Regions from separate parts of the Mus musculus genome. Here all the other regions are linked to region 1. Evidence: chromatin contacts called from public HiChIP or PLAC-seq and promoter capture Hi-C data. All regions are on one chromosome and are shown on one strand. Each heading gives the region's core, a stretch centred on a gene start, on an enhancer-like site or on the middle of the called end of the contact. The rest is flanking DNA. Distances are from core to core; before and after follow the strand shown. Region 1 holds the start of Mospd1 (motile sperm domain containing 1). Region 2 holds the start of Phf6 (PHD finger protein 6). Region 3 holds the start of Zfp36l3 (zinc finger protein 36, C3H type-like 3). Region 4 has its middle 18 kb from the start of Mir450b. Region 5 holds the start of C430049B03Rik (RIKEN cDNA C430049B03 gene). Region 6 holds the start of Rtl8b (retrotransposon Gag like 8B).

What was found. Promoter capture Hi-C pulls out the DNA fragments that hold promoters and counts their contacts. HiChIP or PLAC-seq counts read pairs in DNA pulled down with a chosen protein or histone mark. Capture Hi-C pulls out chosen DNA fragments and counts their contacts.
Region 2: a promoter capture Hi-C map of erythroid cells shows a contact between it and region 1, with 8 times the contacts expected there. The contact joins the promoter of Phf6 here to the promoter of Mospd1 in region 1. A contact is called at or near these places in 13 of 39 promoter capture datasets (the 3T3-L1 cell line, 3T3-L1-derived adipocytes, the C10 cell line and 7 more), 1 of 484 Hi-C or Micro-C datasets (erythroblasts) and 1 of 9 other capture datasets (adipose tissue).
Region 3: an H3K4me3 HiChIP or PLAC-seq map of embryonic stem cells shows a contact between it and region 1, with 5 times the contacts expected there. The contact joins the promoter of Zfp36l3 here to the promoter of Mospd1 in region 1. A contact is called at or near these places in 3 of 39 promoter capture datasets (cranial neural crest, hippocampal neurons and stem cell-derived epiblast-like cells) and 1 of 115 datasets of contacts at active chromatin or transcription factors (embryonic stem cells).
Region 4: a promoter capture Hi-C map of the HPC-7 cell line shows a contact between it and region 1. The contact joins the enhancer-like site here to the promoter of Mospd1 in region 1. A contact is called at or near these places in 10 of 39 promoter capture datasets (the 3T3-L1 cell line, the C10 cell line, the HPC-7 cell line and 5 more), 1 of 484 Hi-C or Micro-C datasets (granulosa cells) and 1 of 9 other capture datasets (pancreatic islet).
Region 5: a contact with region 1 is called in a promoter capture Hi-C map of pre-B cells. The contact joins the promoter of C430049B03Rik here to the promoter of Mospd1 in region 1. A contact is called at or near these places in 10 of 39 promoter capture datasets (the C10 cell line, the HPC-7 cell line, cranial neural crest and 6 more) and 3 of 484 Hi-C or Micro-C datasets (embryonic stem cells, erythroblasts and liver).
Region 6: a contact with region 1 is called in a promoter capture Hi-C map of liver. The contact joins the promoter of Rtl8b here to the promoter of Mospd1 in region 1. A contact is called at or near these places in 1 of 39 promoter capture datasets (pre-B cells) and 1 of 9 other capture datasets (liver).

The regions. Positions count from the first base shown.
Region 1 is chrX:53,368,723-53,373,100 of GRCm38.p6, reverse strand. Mospd1 (motile sperm domain containing 1) reads left to right here and starts at 2,542. Exons shown (of 6, transcript NM_001290514.1): 1 at 2,542-2,679.
Region 2 is chrX:52,910,460-52,914,837 of GRCm38.p6, reverse strand. It overlaps Phf6 (PHD finger protein 6), which reads right to left and starts at 2,624. Exons shown (of 11, transcript NM_027642.2): 1 at 2,402-2,624.
Region 3 is chrX:53,773,770-53,778,147 of GRCm38.p6, reverse strand. It overlaps Zfp36l3 (zinc finger protein 36, C3H type-like 3), which reads left to right and starts at 1,754. Exons shown (of 2, transcript NM_001009549.2): 1 at 1,754-4,098. The coding sequence starts at 1,903. The coding sequence ends at 4,080. It also overlaps a transcript of Xlr not described here.
Region 4 is chrX:53,027,998-53,032,375 of GRCm38.p6, reverse strand. No RefSeq gene overlaps it. Among named protein-coding and RNA genes, the nearest start is that of Mir450b, 18 kb to the left of the region's middle. Within about 2 kb of position 2,630, at least 4 of the 459 cell types and tissues checked have an H3K27ac peak or open chromatin away from gene starts, as enhancers often do. A contact at or near this core is called in the HPC-7 cell line, where this site is marked.
Region 5 is chrX:53,055,138-53,059,515 of GRCm38.p6, reverse strand. It overlaps C430049B03Rik (RIKEN cDNA C430049B03 gene), which reads left to right and starts at 2,326. Exons shown (of 4, transcript NR_038185.1): 1 at 2,326-2,518; 2 at 2,747-2,858; 3 at 3,352-3,374; 4 at 4,026-4,378.
Region 6 is chrX:53,668,115-53,672,492 of GRCm38.p6, reverse strand. Rtl8b (retrotransposon Gag like 8B) reads left to right here and starts at 2,056. Exons shown (of 1, transcript NM_001018063.2): 1 at 2,056-3,328. The coding sequence starts at 2,195. The coding sequence ends at 2,536.

The DNA of each region.
Region 1 (4,378 bases), core at 1,293-3,792:
CAGAGACCATTTACCTTCTAAAGTTTACAAATGCAAAGCCTTTCCTTTGTTCTGTGGGTGGCTGCAGGACTGTCACCATATTCCAGCTTCCCCTCAGCACATCTCCCTGCCCACTTTGGCAAAAGACTTTATGTCACAAACAATGCATAAGGTTTGAAATGATGAGGGGCCTGAACCATAGGAATCAAAAAGCCCCCCCCCCCAAAAGAAAAGTAGTATATCTGCCTAGAAACTCAATCAATGTCGGTGGCACCATATACTTTTCTACACTGGCTTCTCAGATGAGCTCTATCAGTTATGTCTTCCACAACCACATATTTTACCACAAACCAGTCTGACCTGCAAGAGGAGTACAAGCTTTGGTCCTTTTGCAATGTTTGGCTGCCTAACCAGTTTATTTGCAAAAACAACACTTGGTCAGGTCAAGATGGAGAGCTGTGCTAGTGAAGAAAGAGTGACTGTCATACGAAGCCTTGCTTGGAGTCCTTTCTGGGCCTACTTAGGATTTCTGATGCAATAGAGGCAAAGTATCACATATAATTAAATTGCATACTGTCTTAGTCAGGGTCTCTATTCCTGCACAAACATCATGACCAAAAAGCAAGTTGGGTTGGGGAGGAAAGAGTTTATTCAATTTACACTTCCATGCTGCTGTTCATCACCAAAGGAAGTCAGGACTGGAACTCAAGCAGGTCAGGAAGCAGGAGCTGATGCAGAGGCCATGGAGGGATGTTCCTTACTAGCTTGTCTGTCTACAAGAGATGACTATTTCATAGTTATCATTCCCCATTACTTTGAGTCTTCATTAGGATCATCTTCATAGATCCCAGGAAGTTACCACTGCTCTTGATTTCCACATTTCCCCCTTGATCACTAATTGAGAAAATGCTTTACAGTTGTATGTCATGGAGGCATTTCCTCAACTGAAGCTCCTTCCTCTGTGATAACTCCAGCTGTGTCAAGTTGACACAAAACTAGCCAGTACATATACGAATGTATTGTAGAAGGGGCACGATGCTGGAAGCAATGGCCTCTTCTGAGGGAATAGGACATGGTTACCTATATCAGGAAGAATTGCAAAACAGAATTAGCAGTGTTCTTTGCTAGTAGAATAGGGGTCAACAGTTTTTATGAAAGCGTCTGGTGGATTTAGTGGTACATGCCTGTAATCCCAGCATGATAGGAGGATCACTGCAAGTTAGAACCATCTTGGCCTCCATAACGTGTGTCAGACCAGCTAGCGCTATAGTCAGGCCACGTTTCAGACAAACAAATAAGACATGTCGTTCTTATGGAAGATTCTGAAAGGTTAGTTGGGAAAGTGACATTTCCCCTGGATCCTGAAAGATAGGTGTTCAAAAGACAGATAAGAGCATTGCACAAAGTCTGTGAGTAAAGGTCTCAGAGCCTAGGGCCCAAGTGATATCTACTGTTATAGACCCATTGATTAAGAGTAATGAGGAAGGTTTTGGGTCTTATACTTGTGCAGAGGGTACCCTTGGACCGTATTGTTCCTTTTTGAACATAATTAAGTTTGAATTTTGAAGTGTTTTCCATTTCATTTACTTTTCTTTTTTGAGACAGGGTTTCTCTATCCTGGCTGTCTTGTGTCCAGCACACTGGGTCTTGCTAGGTAGGCCAGGCTGCTGAGATATGAAGTCCTTGGGGTCTTTGGGACTTTGCCCCTTTGGTGCTTGACTTAACAGTTGTCCATTGTTCCTAGCCGAAAAGTCTTTTCTCTCTCATTTGTTGTTTGCTTGGTGTTGAGATGGGGTCTCATATATAAGCAGGCTGGCCTCAGTCTCAAAGATCTACTGCTTCCCCTTCTAAGTGCTAGGATTAAAGCCCTGTAGCAGCATACCTGCCTGAAAGACTCTAAGAATAGAGTACAGACCTGAGAATAGAGATTTCCCCTTTAAAAGTCAATTGTTATTTTGTAACTCAAATTTGTCTTAACTCAGGATCCTCCTGCCTCAGCCTTTGAATACTGGGATTATAGTCTTGTTCTACCATGCCAGGCTTGAAAAGCTTTAAGTAGAACAGCAGGGTCACCTATACCTTAGACTGAGCCAACTGGATTGCTGTCTGGGCAATAGTTTAGACAAAGTAACAGTAGAAAGAATGAATCCAAATAGGAAGCTACTGTAGCAGCATGAACAAATCCTGAACAGTCTGCTTTGCGCCGATGATAGAGTGGAGAAAGAGAGCTAGTGCTTAATACAGAGTCTCAGAGGAAGAGTCACAAGCCTTGGGTATTCATTGTATGGAATGCATTCTGAGTTGGGGAGAGGAGTGAATGAGGCAGACGTCAAAGGTCACCACCAAATGAGTGCAAAGAGATTGCACTCAGAGAAAGCCTCTAATCCTCTGGGGGCGGGTGAGGGGGGCGGAGGAAAAGGAGGGGCGGCCAGAGGACAAAGGAAGTAGTTTGAAGCATAGAGAAGGAAGAAACCCCAGAAGCCAGGTGGCAACACAGAAGCCCCGCCCCCGGCTAGACCCCGCCCCGGGCCCGCCTTTCCTTCCTCTTCTCACCCACCCCCCAGTTGCGACTCATCCTCCTGGGCGGGGAGAGGTGGCAGTCGAGTCCTCCCATATCCCAGCAGGCAGTGCAGTCTGGAGACTCTGACAAAGGAGCAGGGAGCAGTCGCAGCTGCTTTCCGAGGAGCCAGTGTTGCTGAGGTGAGAGTCCCTCAATGTCCCGTCACCCACTTTCTCTGACTTGCGGGGAAGACATGGAACTTACATGGCTGAGACCTCCCCCTCCGGTGTAGACAATGCCAGTACCCGTAGCCAGAGCTTGGCTCTGTGACTGACAGCAGGGCTGTTCAGTGCCGGGCTAAGGTGGGTGGCGGGGACCGGGCAGCGGGTCCACCGTTCTTGGACTGTTGGTGGCCCTTCTGCAGGGTCTCCAGGGCCAGCAGAGTTGTGTAGCTACCCCTGCCTAGACGAAGGCAGCCTCCGAAACCTCCCGCTGCCTGCCCGACAAGAGTTCAGTTGCCTTGGGGATGCAGCTCTAGGGACAACTCTTTGGCGGACATTGCCTGGAGGGCTGTGGGAGGGAAGTCAGTCGACTACCTAGTTTGGGATGACCCTGTCCTCGCCCTTCCTGCAGTTCAGCCGTTCCCCCCCGCGAGCAACTGGACGGAAACGGGGCGGGGGGCGACCGGAGCCAGGCGTCCCAGGATGGCTTTGCCTGAAGGGGCATGAAGGAAAGTAGAGAGACTGGGAGGGAGGGTGGTTGGTGGTCGAAGCAAGTATCTTCTTGGAATTACATAGGGGAGAAAGGAGGTAAGTGGCCTGTATCCTTACCCCTCCCTGGACCTCTGCACAGATCCTGATGGTTGCACCAGCTGCTCAGCTGTAAACAGGCTCACATGACCAGTTTCACATGGAGCCGGGTAGTGTGGAGATAGGGCTGTAAAGGCTGGGCCCCAAGCAGGTGGGGCTGGTCTTAGGCAGGAAGGTTTTAGCCCCTCCCTAGACCTCAGCCCTTAATCTTCTGCTGTTTCCCTCTGGGGAAAGTAACTGACATTTGTCTTTCTCTCACTGAAGTAGCATTGCTGTGCTAGTAGAATGGAAGGAAAGTTCACTTGGGAAAGCCACAGGGCAAGTAAGAAGTGCAAAGGGTCCTAGTATTTTGTCCTTTAAGGACATTTTAAGAGAAAGTAACCCTGAAAAAAAGTTCAAGTTCCTAAATTTTGCCTAAAAGGCAGTCCTGTTCTATTGGAACACTTTTTGTTTTTAATGTGAATTCCAGACAGGAGAAAGTCTACTCTTTTCGGGAAAGGCACACATGGGATTTAATACATTCTTAGTGACGAAAATCTTGTCCACACTTCCTGTAAGTATTAGGAAAGCTCTTTGTGTATAAAATACTACAGTCAGGAAATTGAGTAAGGAGTAGACAGCCAGCTTTTCAATTACACGTATATTTCATATATTTGGTATAGATCGGTGGTAAGTTTGGAGAACAGGAAACATGGCCAAATGTGTCTTTAAAATTTTTCAGTCCGTATTCTCAAACAGGATGTGAGATTAAACTGGTTTTTGAGGGATATGTAGAACTCACAGTGCAATAGAGGTTTCCTGCCGTGCCAGGACACTTGAAATTTTCGAATTTTTCAAATTTAAAGGGGGTTTTGGTAGACCCCCTTTACATGTAGTACACACTTGAGTGTAATGTGCAATATTCTATAGTAGAGTACTAATAGGCAAAGGCATGTTTAGTCTCAGATATTTTATATTTTTTCTCATAGAGGATTTACATGCAAATTCACCATCTGAAAACATAAAACAAACTACAAAAGCCATCCCATTCCTTCCTTAAGCCTAATAAAGACACTCACTGGGCTGAATGTATTGGCATAGCCCTTTAATT
Region 2 (4,378 bases), core at 1,375-3,874, 460 kb after region 1:
CCAGTTTTTAGAGCTATGCAAAAACACCAAGATTCATAAATAGCACCCAGATCTGCTACTGGAGTTCTAAATGTGTTTTCTTTACTACCATGCAATGAATTATAGGCACTGTTAAGTCACCATGATGTATGTATTCAGCATTTCTCCAGGTCAGCCGGGGCAGCTGAAAAGATGCTACATTACAAATCTTATCTTCATAGGCATCTTTAATGTGTTGTTTCTAAACAATCCCAGCACTAGCTTTTAAAAAATGGCTGAAGATAAGCAAAATTCTTAGAGGGAAAATCATCCTTTATTCCCCAAATTGAATCTGAAATGGTACCCCGCTCCATTCTATCTTTATTCACTATTGCCTCTTTTAACTAACAAACAGTGTATTTTTTCATCTTAATTTTCAGAACCTGCTTTTCTAGATACCAAAGATTCCAAAATCTAAAAGAGAATATATATATATATATATATATATATATATATATATATATATATATATATATATATATTTTCACACACACACATACATACACACATATACTTACTTTGCATTGTAAAGCATTCACACATTTCTTGGTAATTTATATTTTATTTGAAAGTGAACAGAAACACACAAATGTGCAACAAACGATTAAAAATTTGCCTTGCTATGCAATGACTAATTGGATTTTTCCACTAAAATTCAAATAATGCATGTGTGCAGAGCTTGCTGATTTTTTACATCTGCCTTATAAACCATGCAGCAGCAGAGCCCATCATGGAAACAATGACGCCTAGCAAAACTGTCTATCAAAAAAAATACAGATTTTTATCTACTACTGTCACACTTGTGGTCTAGGGTTAAGCAGAATAAGGACATTCAATCAGCATTACTTATGGGGCTCAAAAACATCTATTGAGCGCTTTCGTTTTAATTTAAAGGTTTTTCAAGAACAGGCAAAGCTCAAAGTTCAATACTTTAACCCAACAATGAGATGTTTCAAAGAAAGGTAACATTATGGATAATGTGTAAAGGTGAAAGAAACAACAGTAATTTTATGGGAAATACAGTTTAAATGTCTGAAAAAGAAACCCCGCTGAAACAATGAATGCATTTCCGATTTTCCAAGATGCTGTGAAGCATCGAGGTAGAAACCACCTGGATGACCAAGGAGGGCATTCGAGAACCAACTCGAGAGCTTAGTCAATGGCTAGTATCTTAAAAGAACGTTTTCTACCGAAAAAAACAAACAAAACAAAACTGCAGTTCCGGAAGATGAAAAACCTTCCGCATGCAAGCCAGTTGAAATTCACAGATATAAGTGCGATCCTCCAAAGATAACACGGTCTTTCTCTCAGCAAAGTTGCAGTGAAGAGAAATAAATGAATAGGAAATGTACCGGAAGGGCACCTGAATTTGGTTGCACGATATTATTACATGCTTCGCACTGCTTTTTTTTTTTTTTTTTTTGCGGTTATTCAAAAGGAAACTAAAGGAATTTTCCAGTTGTTTCAAGCCAAAGGGTAGTGAAGAAATTTGAACTGTATGAATAAGACCCGATATTACGTAGGAACCAGAGGAAAATTAAAGGCTTTTCAAACATCAAAAGATTTGTTTTTCACTTTCACACAGAATATCGAAACGAATAGAAACTGCAAAAGAACGCCGTGCTGTTCGCCCATGTAATAAAGGACCAGGCAGGAAACAGAGCGGATTCTCTCCGTTATGTATTCCCCAATCGCACACTAGCCTCCTAGATCTCCCTCTAACCAAGGCGCTGGATAAACTCGAAAAAGTCTCTTCCTTCCCAACACTTCAGTAGGTTCCTTTCAGCCAGAAAGTCGGGGTCCCCCCCCCCTCCGATTGTCCTTGGCCAAGTCTCTGGAATTCAGGAAAATATCACCTTCTTCACACTCCTCCCTTCCCCAGGAGTTCGTCCTCTAAGGACCTGACTCCGAAGCATCTCCTTATCCATCACTTTCGCCCGATTCCCCTTACTGGGGAGTTTTTCTTTTTCTCCCCCTCATTCCGTAAGGCTTACCCTCATGCCATCCTAACCATTTTTTTTTTCTCTTACACTTCGGAAGTAGTCACCCTCCTTACCACTGAAACCATCTAAGCGTCAGCAGAGTTTTTTTTTTTTTGAAGCCCCCATCCCAGTATTTCTCTCCTCCGATGTGAAGCCCCCTCCCCCGAAGTCTAGGCTGCCGCCTAACATGTCCCTCAGCGCCCCCACGGCACTAGGTCGCCAGCCTCTGTAGGGAGCACCGACAATGCGCGGCGCCTCTGGGGGTCCCTGACAATGAAGGAGACCACCGCCAGTCCCCCCCGTAACAACGGGCAGGGGCGGCGGCCTGGCCACCGCCATCCTCTTCGTCTTCTCCCGCCAGAGAGAGAATGGGGGGCCCCTGGCTACCGCGGGGAACTCACCAGTGGGGCTCACGGCTGGGCGAAGGGAGGACAGCGCCCACGAGGGAAGACGGGGAAGGCGGGAGTCGGTTCTCCGGCACTGCCGAAGAGCGGGGCTCTGTCGCCAGGGGTAGTTTCCTTTCATTCGAGGAGAGACGGGCTCGCCGAGCGCCCTTACGTTGCCTCCCTCCGTACGCACACGACCCACAGGACGTTGAGACGTCTCGAGCGCGCCGGGCACTCTGATTGGCCACCGAGCCGGGGCGGTTGAAGCCGCCGAAGGACGGCGCACGCGCGCAGACCGGCCCCTCGAAAGGTTCGGGGTGCCCCGCCTCCTGCTCGCGCGCGGACCTTCTATTCTCCGCTCTGCCGCCCGGCTGAGGCTTGGGGGGCAGGAGTGGAGGAGACGGAGAAAGAGATTTGAAGAGAAAGCTAGGCACTGGGAGGAGAAGGCGTTGGGTTGGGGCCAGAAAGCCTGGGACCAGGTCCTGGGGAACCGGTTTTCCCGCGAAGCAAATGCACAGGCCTTAGCCCTTGCACTTGTTCGTCGAGGCCTTTTTACATCCATTATTTCATTGTACTCTCCTGGCATCCCTGTGGGGTCCTCCTTTCGCCTGATTTCACTGCCGGCAAAGAGCTCCCAGTGCAGTTTTCTTATTTGCATGGCCGTCTTTGGGCTAATCGTTTTAATCACTCAACCTTTTTTTTTTTTTTTTTTTTTTTTTTTTTGGAGGAGGAGGACGGAATGTCTTGGAAATGAGGATGAAATACCTTCCAAGTTTATTGTGAAGAAGACTAAGGATGCAACTGAAGCATGTATTACCGTAATAGCTGGCTGACTCTTTGTAAATGCTGGAGTTGCCATAATCAAAAAAGATGAGTGATTTTCTTTATATTCCACACAAATGAGCTACATACCTAAACCAGTGCGCGCTCTCTCTCTCTCTCTTTCTCTCTCTCCCTCCCTCCCTTTCTCTCTTAGCTTATTGGAGGCATACTCCTGACTGTGACTCTCAGCTCCCTCACTTCTAGCTCTGTGACCTTGATCACGTTGTATTACCTCTCGTCCCTCAGACTTATCAATTCTAAAATGGAGAACGCAATGGTCTCCCTCACAAAATGTTGTGAGAAATGAGTTAATATGTACAAATCACATTAATGTCTGGGGACATAGTATACTTTATGTGAGGGTCAACTTTTGTTATTTTCTTCTGGCCTCTGTGAGGGGAAACCATTTTTTAAAAAGAAAAAAAAATCTAACGAACCAGCGAGGCTTTAAAAAGCTGTCTGATTTAGCCATGTTTCCTGCAATGGGAGTGAATTTACACTCTGGATCCAATGTTTTTACATGTTGTTCCATCAATCTTTATGGGTTTTTTTTTCTTTTCAAGGTCAACCTTAAATTTCATTGCACAAGAAACCAGTAATCATAGTGGTGTAACATTGATTCATTCACATGGAACTCAATGAGGACCTACAAATCAATCATTTAGCTTTAAGGTATCTTTCTGTAGTGCAGGTGCTGAGTTATCTATCTGTCCTGATTTTAGCACCTAGACCTGTGCTCCCCCCCCCTTACTTCACATCTCTCCTGTGCTGTAGAAGCATCGGGCACCAGTTGCTTTGCCCTACCTTGCCTTCACTCTTAAAAGATCCACCTGCTTCCACTGCCCTTTGCCTGCGGTTACTCTTTAAGGTAGTGACTAGAGATTTGCATAGGAAGATCCACAATGAGTATTCCATTTAAACTGTATGTAAATCAGAGGCCTTCCACCACCATCTCCCAAGTTTTATAGGTTTATTGATGCCACAATCATACAGATAAATATGTAAGAGAAAATGCACTTGAACAGCATAGGTCTTTTTGACACCCTAGTCCCACATTTTTACCATTCTTTCATCCACTCTTTTATTCATGCACTTACTTGAACACAATTTAAGCCAATAAAAGTTTGCAAAACGAAGTTCCAAGCCAAAAGGAAACAGATTAATCTGACA
Region 3 (4,378 bases), core at 505-3,004, 410 kb before region 1:
GCTCCTGTAAGTAACCCCTCACACATATTCCTGTAAGGAATCCCAGTAATACTCATGGGTCCACCAAGTTGGACTTCATTGACATCTATAATATAGACAGTCCTAATTCTACCACAGTTAATGCAATAGCCAAAATTTGGCCTTTATTATTACAGATTGTTTATATTTGCTTGTTTATTGTGTATAAGAACAACTCAGTGGAATTCTCCCTTTCTCCCATGTGGATTCAGGCCTTGAAATTCAGGTGGCAGGCAGGGAAACAAGACATTTGACTGGCTCAGCCTTCTTGCCAGCTCTGATTTTGCCATCTTTAATGCATACAGCATTCAATGGCCTAAAGTTCAAATTATTTGGATTTATTTATTCAAATTCATTTGTTTATTTAATGTGTTTGTGTGTGCATAATCTCATGCCACAGTACACATGTGTGGATGTCAGAGAACAACTTGCAGAAATTGATTTTCTCCTACTTTTTGCATACTAGGGATCAAACTAAGGTCTTTAGGCTTGGCACTAAGCACCTCTACAAGGTGAGCCATCTTGATATCCCGAATTCTACCACCCTGGATGGGTGCAGAAGAAAATGGCTTTAATTATTTTATTTTATTTTATTTTATTTTATTTATTGGGGGGGGGCACATTTCACTCACTGCTGCACAGACCTGGCAGCCATAAAGAGAACTTTACAAGAATTGGTTCTCTCCTTCTACATCATGGATTCAGGAACTCCAGCTCAGTCCATCAGGTTTGGTGGCAAGTACCTTTCTCTGGCCCCTCAGCCATTTCACTACCATGTTGAAAAATATAACACCAAATGGTTTAATTATTTTATTTTCTGTGTGTTTGTATGTGAATACAAGAGCACAATGACAACAGTGTAGAGGTCAAAGGACAATTTGCAGAAATCAGTGATCAATTTCTGGAGTTCTGTACTCAAAGTCAGATTTAGTGGCAAACCCCTTTACCCACTGAAGCATCCTGCTGTAATTCTACCTTGAATGCATACAATAAAGTTGTCTGTTTTTAAATTACACTTGTTTGTTGGAGTGTGGGGAGGTGGAATATGCACACATATCATGGCACACACAAGAAATAAGGTCAAAGAACTGGAGGAAGTGGGTGGGCGGGTTGGGGAGCACCATCACATAGAGGCAGAGAGAGGGGGGATAAGGGGGTTGTGGAGGGGAAACTGGGGAAGGAGATAACATTTGAAATGTAAATAAATAAAAACAAATTTATAAAATGGGGGGGGGGAGAACTGGAGGAAATCAGTTCTCTCCAGGGTGTAGGTTCCAGGCATGTTTGGCTGCAAGTCTGTATCAGCTGAACCATAGGATATGCGGGAGTGAGGTTGGGGGAGGGGTGTGTGCAGCGGAGGAACATTAACTGGGCTGCTCTTTACAAGAACATGGGAGTTATGGGATTATGTGGAGTCTAGTGATTATCTTTCATTGCTTTACTCAAATATTAGGACAAACGCAAAAATCTTGAAGCTGATAAATTAGAATAGAGCCCTCCCACAGCAGGAGGGCCTGAAAAGCAGCTTTAACACTCAACAGAATGCATGAGCGTGAGAGAGGCGCTAAGATCTTTGCTACTACTCTTCATCCTCCACTTGGTGGCGTACCTGCACATCTTACGTACGTCTGCCTTACTCTGCTTTTGCCCTTTCCCCCACCCCACCCAGCCCTCCTGCTGGGCTGGGACTCAACCTTTTAGCTCCTCCCAGCTCCGCCTACCTGCCCTTTTTGCCTCATGTTTGGAGCTCGCTGGCTCTGCCTCCCTCGAAGGTTTCTCCGGGTCCTCCTTACTTAAAGCTCAAAACGGCGCAGGACATAGGACAATGTTCACAGTTCTATGGACTTTCTGCAATAGAGACTTAGAGTGCAAGACCGAGAAACTATGGCCAACAACAATCTGAACCGCCCGCTCAACACTAATGTGGCTGATTCTTCCAACTCCAGCTCAACACCTGGCACTGCTCCACCACCATCTTCCAGCGACCCCCAAGTGCTCGGCCACCAGGCTCCCAGTTCCAGTGCCTCCAGCCTCACCGAGGACTGCTCGTCCAGTTTTGCGAGAGACCTGAACAGCTACAATAATGGTCAGTCGGGGGCAACTGGTGCGGTGTCCTGGGAAGCTCCCCATGAGCCCTCAGAGGCTAACGCGGTGTCGCAGATCCACCCGCGGAATGGCGAACATAGCCTGCAGCAGAAGCCTAAGCCACAGAAGGTGAGCGGCTCGAGCTCCCTGGCCACTTCTGAGCGCTATAAGACTGAGCTATGTCGGCCCTTTGAGGAAAGCGGCATTTGCAAGTATGGCCACAAGTGCCAGTTCGCGCATGGCTACCGCGAACTGCGTACCCTGTCAAGGCACCCCAAGTACAAGACGGAGCCTTGCCGCACCTTCCACAGCGTTGGCTTTTGCCCCTATGGCACTCGCTGTCACTTCATTCACAACCAGCCCGAGCAGCAACCTGTGCTTTCCGAGAGCACCTTGGAGGAGCCCAGCTCCTTCAATGGCTCCAATGTGCTGCATTTGGGCGTTAACGGGGAGCAGCAGCCCGGACTGCAGAGTGACAGCCCTTCGGGCTTCCTGTCGGTCAACAGTCAAGCCCTCCAGGCACCTCTGCAGCTCAACCAGCAGGCGTTGAGCTCAGGCGGGGTTATGCCCTCATCACACCCTGCAGCCGCCAACCTCCGGATGATGTGCTGCAGAACATCATCCTCTACCACAGCCCACGACGCTGACAAAGACCCCGACAAAGATGCTGACAAAGACCCGAGCAACAACTCAGCCAACGATGCCCTCGCCTTCCCCCAGGAGCCAGGTGACTTCTCTCCTGTGGCATTCCAGAACCCTAACACTGCTACCACGACTCCCACTGCCTTCTACAACAACCAGCAGCAGATGGGCCTGGCAGCTTCCGCGCAGTTCCAGATGCCCCTTGCCAGGCCTCTGCCTTCAGCCACCATCTTTGGCCAGGCCAGTGTTGGTCCTGCCCTTACTCCTGGTGCTGCCATGGCTCCTGGAGCTGCCCTTGCTCCTGCGGCAGCCCTCACTCCTGCGGCAGCCCTTGCTCCTGGGGCGGCCATGGCTCTTGGAGCTGCCATGGCTACTGGGGCTGCCATGGCTACTGGAGCTGCCCTCACTCCTGGGGCAGCCCTCGCTCTTGGAGCTGCCATGGCTGCTGGGGCGGCCCTTGCTCCTGGAGCTGCCATGGCTCCTGGGGCTGCCATGGCTACTGGAGCGGCCCTCGCTTTTGGGGCTGCCATGGCTACTGGGACTACCCTCACTCCTGGGGCTGCCATGGCTCTTGGTGCTGCCATGGCTACTGGAGCTGCCCTCGCTCCTGGGGCAGCAGTGGCTCCTAGGGCGGCCCTTGCTCCTAGGGCTGCATTTGCTCCTGGGGCGGCGGCCCTCGCTCCTAGGGCTGCCCTCCCTCCTGGAGCGGCCCTCACTCCTGGGGCTGCACTTGCTCCTGGGGCGGCCCTCGCTCCTAGGGCTGCCCTCCCTCCTGGGGCTACCCTCCGTCCTGGGGCGGCCCTCATTCCTAGGGCGGCCCTTGCTCCTGGGGCTGCCCTCGCCCCTGGAGCGGCCCTCACTCCTGGGGCTGCACTTGCTCCTGGGGCGACCCTTGCTCCTAGGGCAGCTCTCGCTCCTGGGGCTGCCCTTGCTCCCAGAATTACCATCACTTCCAGGGCTGCCATCACTCCGGGAGTTGCTATTGCTCCAGGAGTTGCCACAGCCTCTACCGGCATATTGGCTCCAGGTGCTGCAACTGCCACTGTGGGCAATACATCCTCGACTACTATCACTGCTGCCACCGCTGCAGAGGGTGCCGCACCACACTTCACCTTCCAACTGCCAGATGTCGAGTCGGAGTCTGAGTCTGAGTCGCTAGAGTTCGACGTGGTCACCAGCACCCTGGATTCCCTGTTGGTCAGTGATGACGAAGATGAAGACGACTTTCTGAGGCGTTCCTCGAGCTCCAGCAGCCTCAATGAATCCGAATTCGACAACACCAACTCCAGCCGCCGTCTGCCCATCTTCAGCCGCTTCTCAGACTCTGAAAAATGAAGCAAAAAGATGCCAGTGGTAAGGAAGAGGTGGTGTTAGGGTGTTGGGGGAAATCTCTTGCTGTTTCTCCCCTGTTGAAAGCACTGGGCGTGGGGGTAGGGTGGGGTGGGGTGACAAAGCCATAGGACAATTTGAGGGTCTCTCTGAAAGCTTGGACTCAAAGGTTACGGGGGACCCCATTCCCGTTTTGGTTTTCTTGTCTTGGTTATTGTTTTCATTGTTATTATGTAGTTTAATTCTTGTTGAAAGGAAAAGGCAAAGAACTTTTTTGTGTTAAGCAATGTGTGGTTCTGAAGAA
Region 4 (4,378 bases), core at 1,381-3,880, 340 kb after region 1:
CTAAATGTAATTGAGGAAAATACGTAATAATAAAAAACATTTTTAAAAAAAGAAATTAAAAAAAATGTGGGGACTGGTGGGTGACTAAAGCCAGGGCCTTGTGCACCATCAGCCTGCACTCTACCAACTGAGCTCCACACAAGCCTGGCTTCTCTCTGTGAGTTCTGGGGACTGACTGTAAGGAAGCAGGTTTCCCAAGTACTCCGTAGCACTTTTGAGGTAAGAGGATCAGTATTTCAAGGCCACACTCAAGTCTGTAAAGCTTTTGAGACAATCCTAGGCTACACTAGCCCCTAAAAAAACCAGAATGCCAAAAAAAAAAACCCAAAAGACCACCTAAAACTTTCTCCGTGATCTCTATTTTTTTCTCTCAACAAGCACAAAACTTTACTTTTTCAACACTAGAGACCACAGCAGGTATTCCTAGATGTTTCCCACGTCCGAGTCTCCGAGTCTTCCAGCCTTATCAAAACCTGGAAAGGTTTAATGTATTCTGAGGGAGATGACTCAGAAGAGGGCTTTAAAAATCCATATGAGAATTACGAGGAAAAATTTGTTAGAACCTGAAGATTCCTTTTTATGTTATGTATTCATTCATTGTTTGGTTGTAGTGGTGTGTGTGTGTGTGTTCCAGTGTGATCACGCCACAGCACCCACGTGGAGGTCAGAGGACAACTCTTGAGAATCAGTTCTTTCCTTCCGCCACGTCAGGCCCAGGGACTGACTTCAGGTCCTCAGGCTTGGTAGCAAGAGCCTCTCATTAGACCAACAAGAAGACTCTCAGGAGAAGGAAGGAGGATAAATATAGAGCACTGGGGGAGAAAAAGCTCTAAGTTTATTATAGACATGTATGGAGCTGTCCCACAATAAAAATTAAAAGTTAATTTTAAGGCTTGTCATGGTGGCACAGACCTTTAATCCCAGAACTCAGGAGGCAGAGGAAGATGGATCTCTAGGTGTTTGAGGCCAGCCTGGTCTACATAGCCAATTAGTTACAAGCTACAAGTTCCAGGCTAGCCAAGACTACAGAGTAAGACTGTGTCTCAAGATAGATAGATAGATGATAGATAGATAGATAGATAGATAGATAGATAGATAGATAGATAGATAGTAGATATGGCACATATTTTAAAAATATAAGCTTGAACATCCACTCTGGCAAATGAGACATGAGGAGAGTATCAAGTTCTTTGAAAACAGTTGACACACAACCAAGTTCCTTTGACTAGACCTTTCTGTATGGCTCTGACTTGTTTGGGTTTGTCCTAATAGGAATTAAAATTACAGAATGGTAAATGAGGGCATAATAGGATATAAACTCCAGCCAAGCAAACTGCTACAAATAACACAGTGATATTCAAATTGGGGGAGAAGAAAATAACTAAGTGGTTATGGAAAACATGAAGTTTTGATTGGGTACCAAAAGATTTAGGAATAAAAGATCTATACATGCATAACTGTCTAGTCAGCTTGTTACCAGTATGTGTAATTTCATGATACTAAGGTAAAGTAAATGAGGGAATAGAGTATATACCAAGAATCATAGCTCTCACTGTTGAAGAAACAAATTGAAAATAAGGAAAGAGGAGCTGCCAAGATTCTCAGTGGGTAAAGAGCTAGCTGTGTAACCCTGACAACCTGAGTTTAATCATCAATACCCACATAACAGTGGGAGAGGATCTGCTTCACAGTGATCCTCTGACTTCCTCACACATGCTGTGGCACAAATGTACCCTCCACACATCATACACACAAATAAAAATTGCTTAAAGAAAAATAGAGTTTTTAGAAAAGAGGGGAAACTAGAATGAAACTTGTTTATTAATTTACCCTAGCGTGGAGCAGGGTAGATGTGTGTTTACTTTAACCTGTACCTAGACAAACACAGAAACAGATTTTGACATATGACAGAAAGGATTAGTATGACTGTTTGTTTTACCTGGCACTGTCCCCTGAGAGACCCTACAACCAATGACATTCCAACAGCAATGAGCATCCCCAGTGCCCAGATCTTCAATTCTAATTCCATTTCCTTTTAAAGGAACCAGGGCTCATCAGAAAATGCCTGAGTCTAGACCAGGGAAAGGACAATACAGGTGAGTCTGTAATGTCCTGTGTTCCAAAAAGAGAGAGACAGGTGACAAGAGATCACAAGGGCTGGTGGGAAAATGGAGAGCAGTAAGTTCCAGGGAGGGCTCAGTGGAGAAAGAAGAAAAGTGAAGATCAGAGTTAGGATCCCTAGATCTTACATTTTAAAAAGAAAGAAAGAAAAACTGGTAGCATTGGGGCCCAAATGTAATTCCAACACTCACCCTGGAGGTGAGATGGATTCAAGGGCAAGCTGGGTAGAGCTAGACTAGCTAGATCATCAGCAAGCTCCAGGCTTAGTAAGGAACTCCAATTCAGTAAATAAAATGAAGATTGAGGAAACCATCAAATGACAACTTCTGTCCTCAACAAGCACAAACACACACACACACACACACACACACACACTACATACACTATGTATGCAAAGTAAAAGTTCTAGATAAAGGAAGCCATGTGTGTTACAAGCAAATCTTTGAATGGGGGGACAGCCGGGGCGGGGGTGTTAGGAAAGGAAGTGCTGCCGAAAAGCTATCAAGTTTGAAAGTCACTTCAGTCACGAGTCAGAATGAGGAAGCCCGTTACAAAGTGCATTCAGACAATATAAAGCAAAAACTTGAAATTTAATTTGACAGTTTATCAGAAACACTTGAGGTTACAAATCATCATAAAAAAAATTAAAAGCATTTCTCTTTCAAGTGGCTGGGGGTGTCTATAAAATTCACATTTACAAATGGCAAAGAGCACCCATAATCCTCCATACGAAAAAGTTATTTTGTCTGAAGCTGCCCACAAGATTGTAAAATAGGCCAGAAGAAAAATGTGAAGAGCCCATTGGTAAAAAGGTCTATAAGCCTTTGAAAATACTGACTAATGCCACAGAAAGTCAAAAGGCATGCTTAAAGTTCAGCCGGGCCCTCCAAAAGCCATGTATGATATCTAAGTAATTTCTGATTATTACCTGCAATCAGCTTAATGCATTTCCTCTATTGTTAGTGTATTCATTTCTACAGAAAATTTGGCTTAAATGACAGTGCATTACTCAGAAAGATTCTGGAATAAAATTGCCTCTGTTTAAATTCCTTATCTGATATTTACTAGCTGCGTGATCTGGGAAAATCTTCAACCCTCTCTGGACCTGCATTTCATTATCTGTAAAGTTGAGATGAAAGAAAAAAAACAAAAGTTCTTATCAAAGCAGTTCTACTGTCTAACAGACATATAATAATGGTAAAAAATATTAACTACTCTCAGTAACCAACAATTAGGGGTTCTTTCACCCTCAACCCCCCAAAAATGTTTTCCCTCTGTACCTGTGGGTTCCGAATGTTTGGATTCAACCAGCCTGAGATTGTAAATTTTTGAAAAACAAAATCAGATCCATATTGAACAGGATTTTGTGTTTCATTCCCTCAACAATACAGTCTAACAACTTTTTACATAACTTTCATATAGTGCTATATATTACTGGTAATATAAAGATGATTTAAGGTATATAGAAGGTGGTGTCAGGAACACCTCTCTACACATATCGGCAAGGATAACTTCAGCTTTCCCTGTCTTGAAGAAATGCCCCCCAGAGCCTCCCCTGAACAGTCTTGTGAGTTGTCCCAAGGCTGTTTTTTCACCCACCTCCCTATCTTGTGGAGGCTGCCTCCTGGGTTCTGGAAAGGCATGGGACTTTTGACCTTGCCTCCCCAATAAGAGTACAGCTGCAGGTCATAAAATCATTAGGCTGGAATCTGGAACTGACCTCCCGTGACAGCAACCCACTGTCTGAGCAATCCTGTGGGACCTGGGATCTGGGGAGCTGACACCATGCTGGTTTCCATGGTCTAAGTAAAAAACAAACAACACAAAACAAACCCCCAAAAGTCTCTGTATTCACTTGGGCCTTTTTCTTTTTCAGGCAAATCTATGATGAGCCCAAGCTAGCCTTTGTAGGTGTTGCTTTGTAGGACGGCTTGGCTCTGATAATGCTAAGAACTATAATGGAATGTGATGTTGAGGTGGTTCCAGTGGTCAGGGCAGGGTTCACCAAGGTGACCAATGAAGCAGCCATTCTGCTGAGTGGTGAGAAGGAATGTTAGGGTGAAGGGGCAGGGGAAAGCAGGATGCTGAGACAGGTTTGGGGACTGGTAGAATGATGCTGTGGTGGAGGCGAAGGAGTAATGAGGGATAAAAGAGAGAAGTGAGCAGGGGCTAACTTATATGTGGGTTTGTAGGCCACAGAGCAGTTTGTTTTCTGAAGTGCGAAGGAAGTGATATGATTTATACTTGGAAAAGATCA
Region 5 (4,378 bases), core at 1,077-3,576, 310 kb after region 1:
TAGCCGAGGATTTAGTCGCCGCGTGGTCAGTCACGCCTGGCTGGTCGGCAAACTTTCAGTCTGGTCCACAAAGTGTTGTGAAGATATTAATAGAAAAATTGTAGGTCCTAATAATAGTTTTAAGTGCACACTGAAACTATCTGAAATTATCCGTAGAACAGAGAGAGAGAGAGAGAGAGAGAGAGAGAGAGAGAGAGAGAGAGAGAGAGAGCTCTTTCCTGAAAAGAAAATCTTGTTCTGTAAAAATCTTTTTGGCTAATTTCTCCCCACAGTTTTACAGATCCTGAAAGACTCTACCCTCCTGTCTTCTCACCCTCCAAACCCAGAAAGAAAAACAAAACAAAACAAAAACAACGAAAATAAGCCCCAGTCATCAGCCTAAGGTCACACGATTGTAGCAAAGCCTTGAAACTTTGCGATCATTTTCGCAAAACTCACGATTATGAGATCAACCTCGAAGAAGTATCACAGTAAAAATATAGAAATACAGCGAGAGTTGAGTAGCGCAAGAAACTGCAGCGCTGAGCACCGCGGAATTCAGAATCCGTGATTTTAGTATCTGCCTGCCGTTTTCGCATGTGTTACCCGTTTTGCAATTGCCCCCCCCCCTTTTTTTTTCTTGACACCTGGTGGGTTTTGTTGTAGTTGTCCCCGCTCCCTCCTGAGGTTCCAAACTATCCCGCACGCCTTCTACCCTCTGAAATAAAACTTAGGCTTGACTCTGGGAGCATGGAGGACCCCGCGGCTGCACCGCAGCTACCAGCGTGCTGCTCAACTGCTGGATATTCGCAGACGCCCAGATGTCCTCGCTAGTCAAGGGCGCCAAGGAACCCACTAAGTCCCAGACTAGACAAGAGGTGGCTGGAGTAGAGGTTTAGCCAAGAGCTGCTAAGGCAACAGCCTCTCCTTCAGAGTCACGGAGTGAACGCGCTAAGTAGCTCCCACATAGCGCCTTGTACCCAGCACTCCACCTGCCCCTGTGGTCTCTTTTGGAGCCCGGGTGTGTAAGCTGCTGCAGGCCAGCGAAACCCTTCCCGTCCAAATCCTATCTGAGTTTACATCCCACTCTCTCAAAGATGTCTGCAACCCAAGAAAGGTGGGAAGAGAGACGCTGAGTTTATTTATTTATTTTTTAACATCCAGGCTCTATTTTATAAGGGATTTCTCCCAGATTTTTTTTTTTTTTTGAGTCTTTCACAAAGCTCAGACTGTCCTCGAACTTGCTATGTAGCCAAGGACGCCCTTAAACTTCTGTTTCTCCTGCCTCCTCCGAGTGCTGGACTCTACTGGTCCATGTGCTACCATGCCTGGTTTTTCCAGCTTTGTGTTATTGTGACGTTTTGCAAATATACAAGAAAGTTGCGAACGCGGTGCAATGAAAGACTATTGACTCCCCACCCAGATGCAACCTCATGTTAGCTCCTTGAAATCCATTCCCGTTCCCCCTTCTCTCTGAGTGCCTGTCTGGGTCAGCGGCATCATTTGAAAATCATAATCACTCTTATACTTCATCTCTTTACACTTAGGCACAGTTCTTGTCACCCTGGACACCCTGCTATTAACTTCAACACCGTTCTCATACCTCCCTGGTAAACAGCGCCGTCCCTAAAGATATCCAGCATACAGAAGAAAGACTCCCTTTCTTTCCCTACTCCAGACTCAAAACTTAAGTAGTAAAGACTTTCCTTCTTGGACTGGACATGTATAAGTAAACTGTCGTTCCCTGCCTCAGTGTCATGCCCACCCCTAAAGTGGACCGCCAGGACCTAAGGGAGTCCTCTACCTGAGGGAGAGTTTGGCAGAGAGGCCAGAGCACAGAAGACTCAACAGAGCCTGGGCACACTCGCGCGCCTAGCACTTCCCTTCTGCAATCTGAGGGTCCCTTGTTTCCTCATCCTGTTTCAGGCACCCCCAAGAAAAATAGTCCTAAGAGGCTTGGCTTAGCCGCCCTGTACCCTCCTGGTAGCCCCAAAGACTTGGGCCCTAGTGACTTTAGAGTGTCATTTGTGGCATGGGTCTTTGAGCTGGAGCTTGGTTGCTTCCCTTCCCGCTTTTCCCCTTTCCCCTTTCTCCCTGGTTTTTGTCTCCTGCACCCGCGGCTATGAGGCTCTCTGTACGTGGCCACTCCAGGCTCCCCGTGTCCTTCCCGGCCCTTCCTGGCTGCAGGCCAAGGCTGTGGCTCTGCGTGTCCGCACGGCCTCCCCCCTCCCCCCTTCCGCTCCGGGGCCTCCGAGCGAGCGGGCGAATGGTTGGGCGGGGCGCGGAGCAGCGCATGGCCACGCCCCCCGGGCCGGCTTTTTCTAGGGCTGCTGCGGACCACTGGGCGCTGGCTGCTCCCGCTCGCCTCTTGGGGTGCGCTCGGCTCCAGCCCAACTCCGCCAGCTCCGCCGGCTCCAGCACCGCTCCAACCCGATTCCAGCCGGATTCCAGCCCGATTCCAGCCCGGTTCCAGCCCGATTCCAGCCCGGTTCCAGCCCAGCTCCGTCCCGGCTCCGGTTCTTCTCCGCCACGCCTCTCTGTGAGCCCCTCGCCCCGCGAACCCCGGTTCCCCGGCTGTCCGTCCCTCTGTCCCTCGATGTCCCGCACCACCGCCACCTCGCGCCCTCCCAAGTCTCCGCGACTCGCTCTTCTAACCTCACAACCTCGCCACACCCCTCCGCCCTTTCTCTCTCGCTGTCCGTCTGTCTGTCCGCCTCCCCGCCCGCCTTTTCCTTCCTCTCTCTAGCTTCCCCGGCTTGTTTTCTAGGTCGACGCTGAGGAGCAGCTTCGCAGGAAAATCCCAGAAACCTTTGCAAAAAGCTTACAATGAAATTTAAGAAGTTCTACGATTTCGGCGCCATTTTCGAGTGGAGTGAGAGGTGACTTAGAATCTAAAAAAGAAAAAAACGAGGGGGAAGGGAACTTTTTGGCCCGCCTCCCCCCGCCCCCAACTATGTCTCTGGTCACTACAGACTGTAACAGATACGGGGATAATTCTCAAAAAAATGTTATGCGTCGCGCTGGGTGGGGTGTGGGGGTGGAAAGCGTGTCCGGGGGTCGTGGTGGGGGGAGGACAGATCTTTAAAATGTCTAGCAAGTGAGTGTGGCCAGGGAACTTCTCAGAAAGTGGACTGAGAAGAGTAAACGGGGAGGGGTGGGGAGAGAGAAATGAGTGAGGGGCGGGCAGCCTCAGGCTGTCAGCCTTGCCAGGGTGGGGAGCAACTAGTTTTGACAGACTGTAAATGGGACTTTGGGCCACTCATTTGTAAGCAGTAAAGAATGTCCTGGAAAGAACCGTAAAATTCGTTTTCCATTGTCTCTCGCTAATTAAAACTTTTCAAGGTTGTTTAGTTGTTTTTTTTTTTTTTCCAGTATTGGAAAAGTTTGGCTGGAAGGTGCGGAGGACCTGTGCATCATGTTTTGGGTGTGGGGGCGCATGGCATCTGCAACATTAAAAGACAAAACGTTCTCAACTGGGAAGAGAGGAAGAGGCTTAGTCTTTGGCTCTTAAATCATTTGGCCAAACCCTTCGCAGTTCTGAAGTGGGTGGGGCCATTTTGACCCGTCGTGGTTCTGAAGTGGGTGGGGCCATGGTAACCCTAAAGTATTGATTCTTTGTCTATTGTATCAGCGAATGACCCTCTCTAGAAGTGACCAGACATCTCTTTGTGCTCTCTTTTCGTAAGTAAAGTTAAGCCCAAGGGGAAATACACAAACCCAGGGAGTGAGATGGCTTTTTAAGGATATAAGTCGTTGTAGAGTGATGGGAAGAAAAGAAATGGATGAAGGATAATCTAGAGATGAATTTGATTCCAGTGTATTCGTTAACAAAATTATCTAGTAAGACCTTCGTTTTTGATGATGTTATCTCGAATGAATTTTGTTTTTATGAGTAGTCAACTAAGGAAATGTTAAATTAAGAGGAATTGCAATCTCTGATGTGACATTTGTGTGGGACATAAAGTTAAATTGGGAGAAAAATACGTATCTTTAAAGTATAATTGTATCTTTACTAAACACGGCTTTTCTCTCTCCTCTTTTTAAAGGTGACCATCGATGGTTTTTTCCTCCACAATTCCGTGTCCATGTAAAAATGACTTGTAATATAGCCAAGAAAAGACGGAATTTTCATTCCAACTTAAGGAGTGGGGCTGTTATTATTAATGGCTTTATTTATCATGACCTAAGCAATGCATATGTTAGCACTGGATCATTATCTGTTATGTTAGGAATTTTGTATTTAGTTTAATTACATACTCTGTATATTTTATTAATTAATTAAAAGGACCCAGCATTCATTGTACTAGTTTCGAAAAACGGACATAATTTTAAATGAGAATACAGGAAATTTGTATACAGAATGTTTTTTGCTTTCAAAGGCACTGTAGTTTTGTTGTTT
Region 6 (4,378 bases), core at 807-3,306, 300 kb before region 1:
AAGTCCCTCATGTAGTTTTACCTTACTAGTGAATACTACTAATGTGCTCGCCTTTCTCTGGGTGCTTATTCGTTCTTGGAACTCCTTGTAACTGTCCCTGCCATGGATCCCTTACTGGCTCAACATGGTTTGTCTCAGGTCAGTTAGTAATATGACTAGTATTATCCCTTGACAGTATCTTTATATGTAGCCGGAGGTACCATAGAATTGAGTGTGGAGCCTGCCTTGCCCTCATTCCTCCAATGGCTCCTCCTCTGATTCCCAGTGCAGGAATCACAGAAGGGAGACCCTGCAACCTCTTTGTATATTTTAATAGAAATGCTCATAAACAACCACAGTGTGTTAGTAGGCTTGGGCTGCCACTAGAAACTAGCCCAGACAGGGTAGCTGAGATGTTATTCTTCACAGTTGTTGATGCTGCATGTCTGAGAGGAGCCTGCCAGGGTAGCTAGGTTGTTCTGCACACCCTCTTCCTGCCTTGCACTCCCCTACCCCCTGCCCTGTCACAGGGTATGTCTTCACAGGGTTCTGAGGAGAGCAAGGTCCCTGCTGTTCCTTAGGATAAAGGCAGAACCTTAGCTCACCCTGAGGTAGCACTTTCCTGTCCTCCTCTAACTGCCTCCCACTGAGCAGAGCTTTAAGCACCAGGAGTGTCCTGCTGACATGAAAGCAGCCAAGCACAAGCACAAAGGCCAGCTTCCTTTGAACTACAGAGTGGTGAAGGTTGCATTGCAGTATCTAGAGCACTGCACATTACTATGGCCTGTGAAATATTTGCCTTCAGAGGACAGAGTCAGGGGCAGAGGAGAAGTTTCCCATTAGCATTTAAAAGGTCACTGTGGCCCTGGCTAAGGAGGAAACACCTACAGAGAGAAGAAGATTTCTGCAGTCACCTGGTTGGTATGGGACATTAGCTGCTGGGGTATCATTTGCAACTCTGCAGGTGGTCAGGAAATTCACAACCCCATATTCTCCTTACCTCAGGGAAATGACCAGGCTTGTGAGGCTGAGCCATCCTCTTTCAGCAGAGGGGTCTCTTTCCATCTGTTTGACTGCTCTTATCTTCTCTGACCTTAAGCATTCAAAATTAATTCCCAGTTTATGATTCTTATGGTTTCTACCTATGCCCTGCTTCAATAGCCTGGCAGATAGGGTTTTAAGTAAATCACGGCATGTACCACGTAATTTTCTGTACAAAGGAAGACGCTGGGGAATTAATATTAATTATGTATTCTCCCTGACAACTGGGATCATACAAAAGGCATACAGTCACATAACCTCCCCTTCTCTCCAAATTTGGAAAAATCTTTTTTCCCCTTCTATTTTTGTACACTGCCTTGTATCATGTAGCTCTGTGTAAGCTCTTCCCACCAGTCTTTGTAGACATTCTACATAAATTTCCATCTCTTGGTACCCTAATGCATCACAGTTAGGGGTTCTTTGACCTGTAACTCTCCAGATACTGCGCGTTCACTGTGCATCCTTCTCTGAAAGGGCAGCTCTGTAGTCTTCTCCTTAGTATATCAGGGGTTGCTATTGACTACAAAAACAGCCTCTCAACATGAGAGCTAGTCCTTCTCACACAGACAGTGAGAGGCAGGCAACTGTGGCCACTGAGCAGCTAGCTCTCTAGGGTGTCCACATCCTAGGATCTGGGAAGGAAAAGAAAGCAGCTGGAGAGGGAAGGGGTTTGGATGGGCGAACTCCATAATCTCTCTCTTATTCTGCAGTGACAGGGAATTGCACCAGCACAAAAAAAAAAAAAAAAAAAAAAAAAAACCGCTAGGAGTCCAGCATCCTCCTAGACTCTCTGAGCCTTCCTCACGAGCGCATAGGTACAATCAGGACTCTTTCCTGTGCTTTGCATCCTGGCTGTGCTTATGTGAAAACAAAACAATTCAAACCACCCCTTAAACATTCTCCTGGTTCGCCCCAGAAACACGCCTGCGCATTGGGTAGCACTAAGGATTGTTGACCCAGCAGCAGCAGCACCACAGAAAAACTGGGGTCCAACCCACAATCATCCTAGCACAAGTCCCTCCTCTTCTCCCACGCACTTCCGGCGACGCCTTGTAATTGACAATCTCTGTGCTCTGCGGATCCAGCAAAGCACAGCTGACCCCATCAAGAGTCCGGAGAGCCTCCAGCCAGCCCGGCCACCAAGCGACTAGATCAGCCCAGAGAGCGCAGCGTCATGGAAGGCCAAGGCAAGGTAAAGAGGCCGAAGGCCTACATGCTCAGGCACAACAGGCGGCGCCGTCGGCGGAACCCCATCCCGTTTCCAGAGCTGTTTGATGGCGAGATGGACAAGCTCCCGGAGTTCATCGTGCAGACCGGCTCCTACATGTTGGTGGACGACAGGACCTTCGACACCGACGAGCTCAAGGTGACGTTCCTCATCACCCGCCTCAAGGGCCGGGCCCTGCAGTGGGTGATCCCCTACATCAAGATCGACAGCCCCCTGCTCAATGATTACAACGGCTTCCTGAATGAGATGAAGCGGGTGTTCGGGTGGGAGGAGGATGAGGACTTCTAGGCCTCTGGCAAGCCTGGCCTGGGGTTGGGGCTCCGGGAGGGTGGGCTGCTGCTGTGTTGTCCTGTGGCTGCAGCCGGGGTCGCCGAGTGCGCCCTCCCCCCGGGCCCCCCTCCTACCCCGAGAACTCCCCCACCTCCCGCGCCCGCCCTGCCTGGAGATCTCGCATGCGCGCGCCCCTGTCTCCTCCTGTGTCCTAGCCTTTGTTCCAGGAATAGCTCCCCAGGCCCCTGCTGCTGTCCCTGCTGGGCCTGGCTCTGGAGAGCACAAGGCCTCCCACTGTTGACAGCTCAGCCCATCCCTGGCAGGTTTGGACACTGTCCCAGGCTCCAGCTGCAAGATGGGCTCCTGTCACCTAATGGACAGATCAACTGCCACCTGATGGACATGTCATGCTGTCCACTGCTTTCTATCTGGTGGACAGACTGCAAGCTTCTGCCCATAAGGCCTGTGCTGACGCTGCCATTTCAAGCCCCTGCACAACCCATCTGTGGACTGGCTGCTGCCCTTAAATGATCTGGACTCACCTGGGAGGTACCTGGGCTGCCCAAGGCCCATGGACATTGATTCACCTTCAGCGGGACCCTTCCCCTCCCTGCTCCCAGAAACCTGCTGTCTCCCATTTTGTCTTGTGGACTAGCTGGTTTTCCTGAGAAACCAGCTTGCAGCTCTTTCTCTGATGTGTATGCCTTTTCCAACACAGTAGCCCCTGTGCTCTTTCCTTCTTGTCTGTTCTACCTGTACAGAAGCCTTTTCCTCACGTTGAATAAACATCAGATGCTATTTAAAAGGAAATGGAGTCTTACTTAGTATAGCATCCTACCACCCCTCCCCACAACCTTACCCCTGCAGGTGTCTGCACATGGGATCGATGTCTAGATAAAGACATGTTCATGGCCTGATGTTCGATCTCACAGCATACTGCAGATATGAGATTCACCTGGTAGCCACACTGGTGGAAGCCTTACTACTAGGCAGTCACAGATGGTGGACCTTTATGCCCTTCAGGAGATGGACCTTCATCTAGTTTTCCCCATTGCAGGCTAAAAGTCATAAAGGTATCTCTGGGTTGAAATGGTTCCTTATAGGAACAATACTGAAGACACAGGAATAATAATAGCTAATTGTCAAACCAAGCACCACCGAATTTGTCACTGAAGTCTAAAAATGTATGTTATCCATCGTTCACAGATCCACCTGAATTGAACTGGTGTGTTAATAAAACCATGGACATACATGCTAACATGCTTCTATGGGGCATGAAAACTTGAATGCCAGACTGCTTATTCATTTAGATCCAGATCTGATTGATTACGCACAGTGTAATACAAGGCGTTTTATCCAGTGGGAAGGGGCAACTACTGTTCATATTTCCTTGCTAACTCTTGAAATCTATTATGTTGAAACAAATCTACTATCTCCTATATTACTAGAAAAAATTGGTATCCCAATACAACCAGATAATCCTTGAGTCACCTTTCAGCATCATATGTATTCTGCTTCTTTCTAATATACTTGGTGGTTCTCCTGAACCTGTATGATTGCACAATACTGTAGTGTATCTCTTCCTTTTTATTCCTTTCCTTCCTTGGAACAGGGAAACTTTGGCCATTCTCACATGCAGTGGTGTATATCTCCATCAACTCTATATTAGAATATGTCATATTTATCTCAGAAGTGCTACCACTGGCAAATTTGCCTCAAATGTACATAAAACATAGTATTATTCAAATTAAATGGAGAATTCAAAGTGTTTCATGAAATGGACCCTATGCTGTGCCAGATTCTTAAGATCTGGGTTTGGTTGGTTGTTTGCTGTTTGAAAAGCAGGCTTGTTAGAAATAT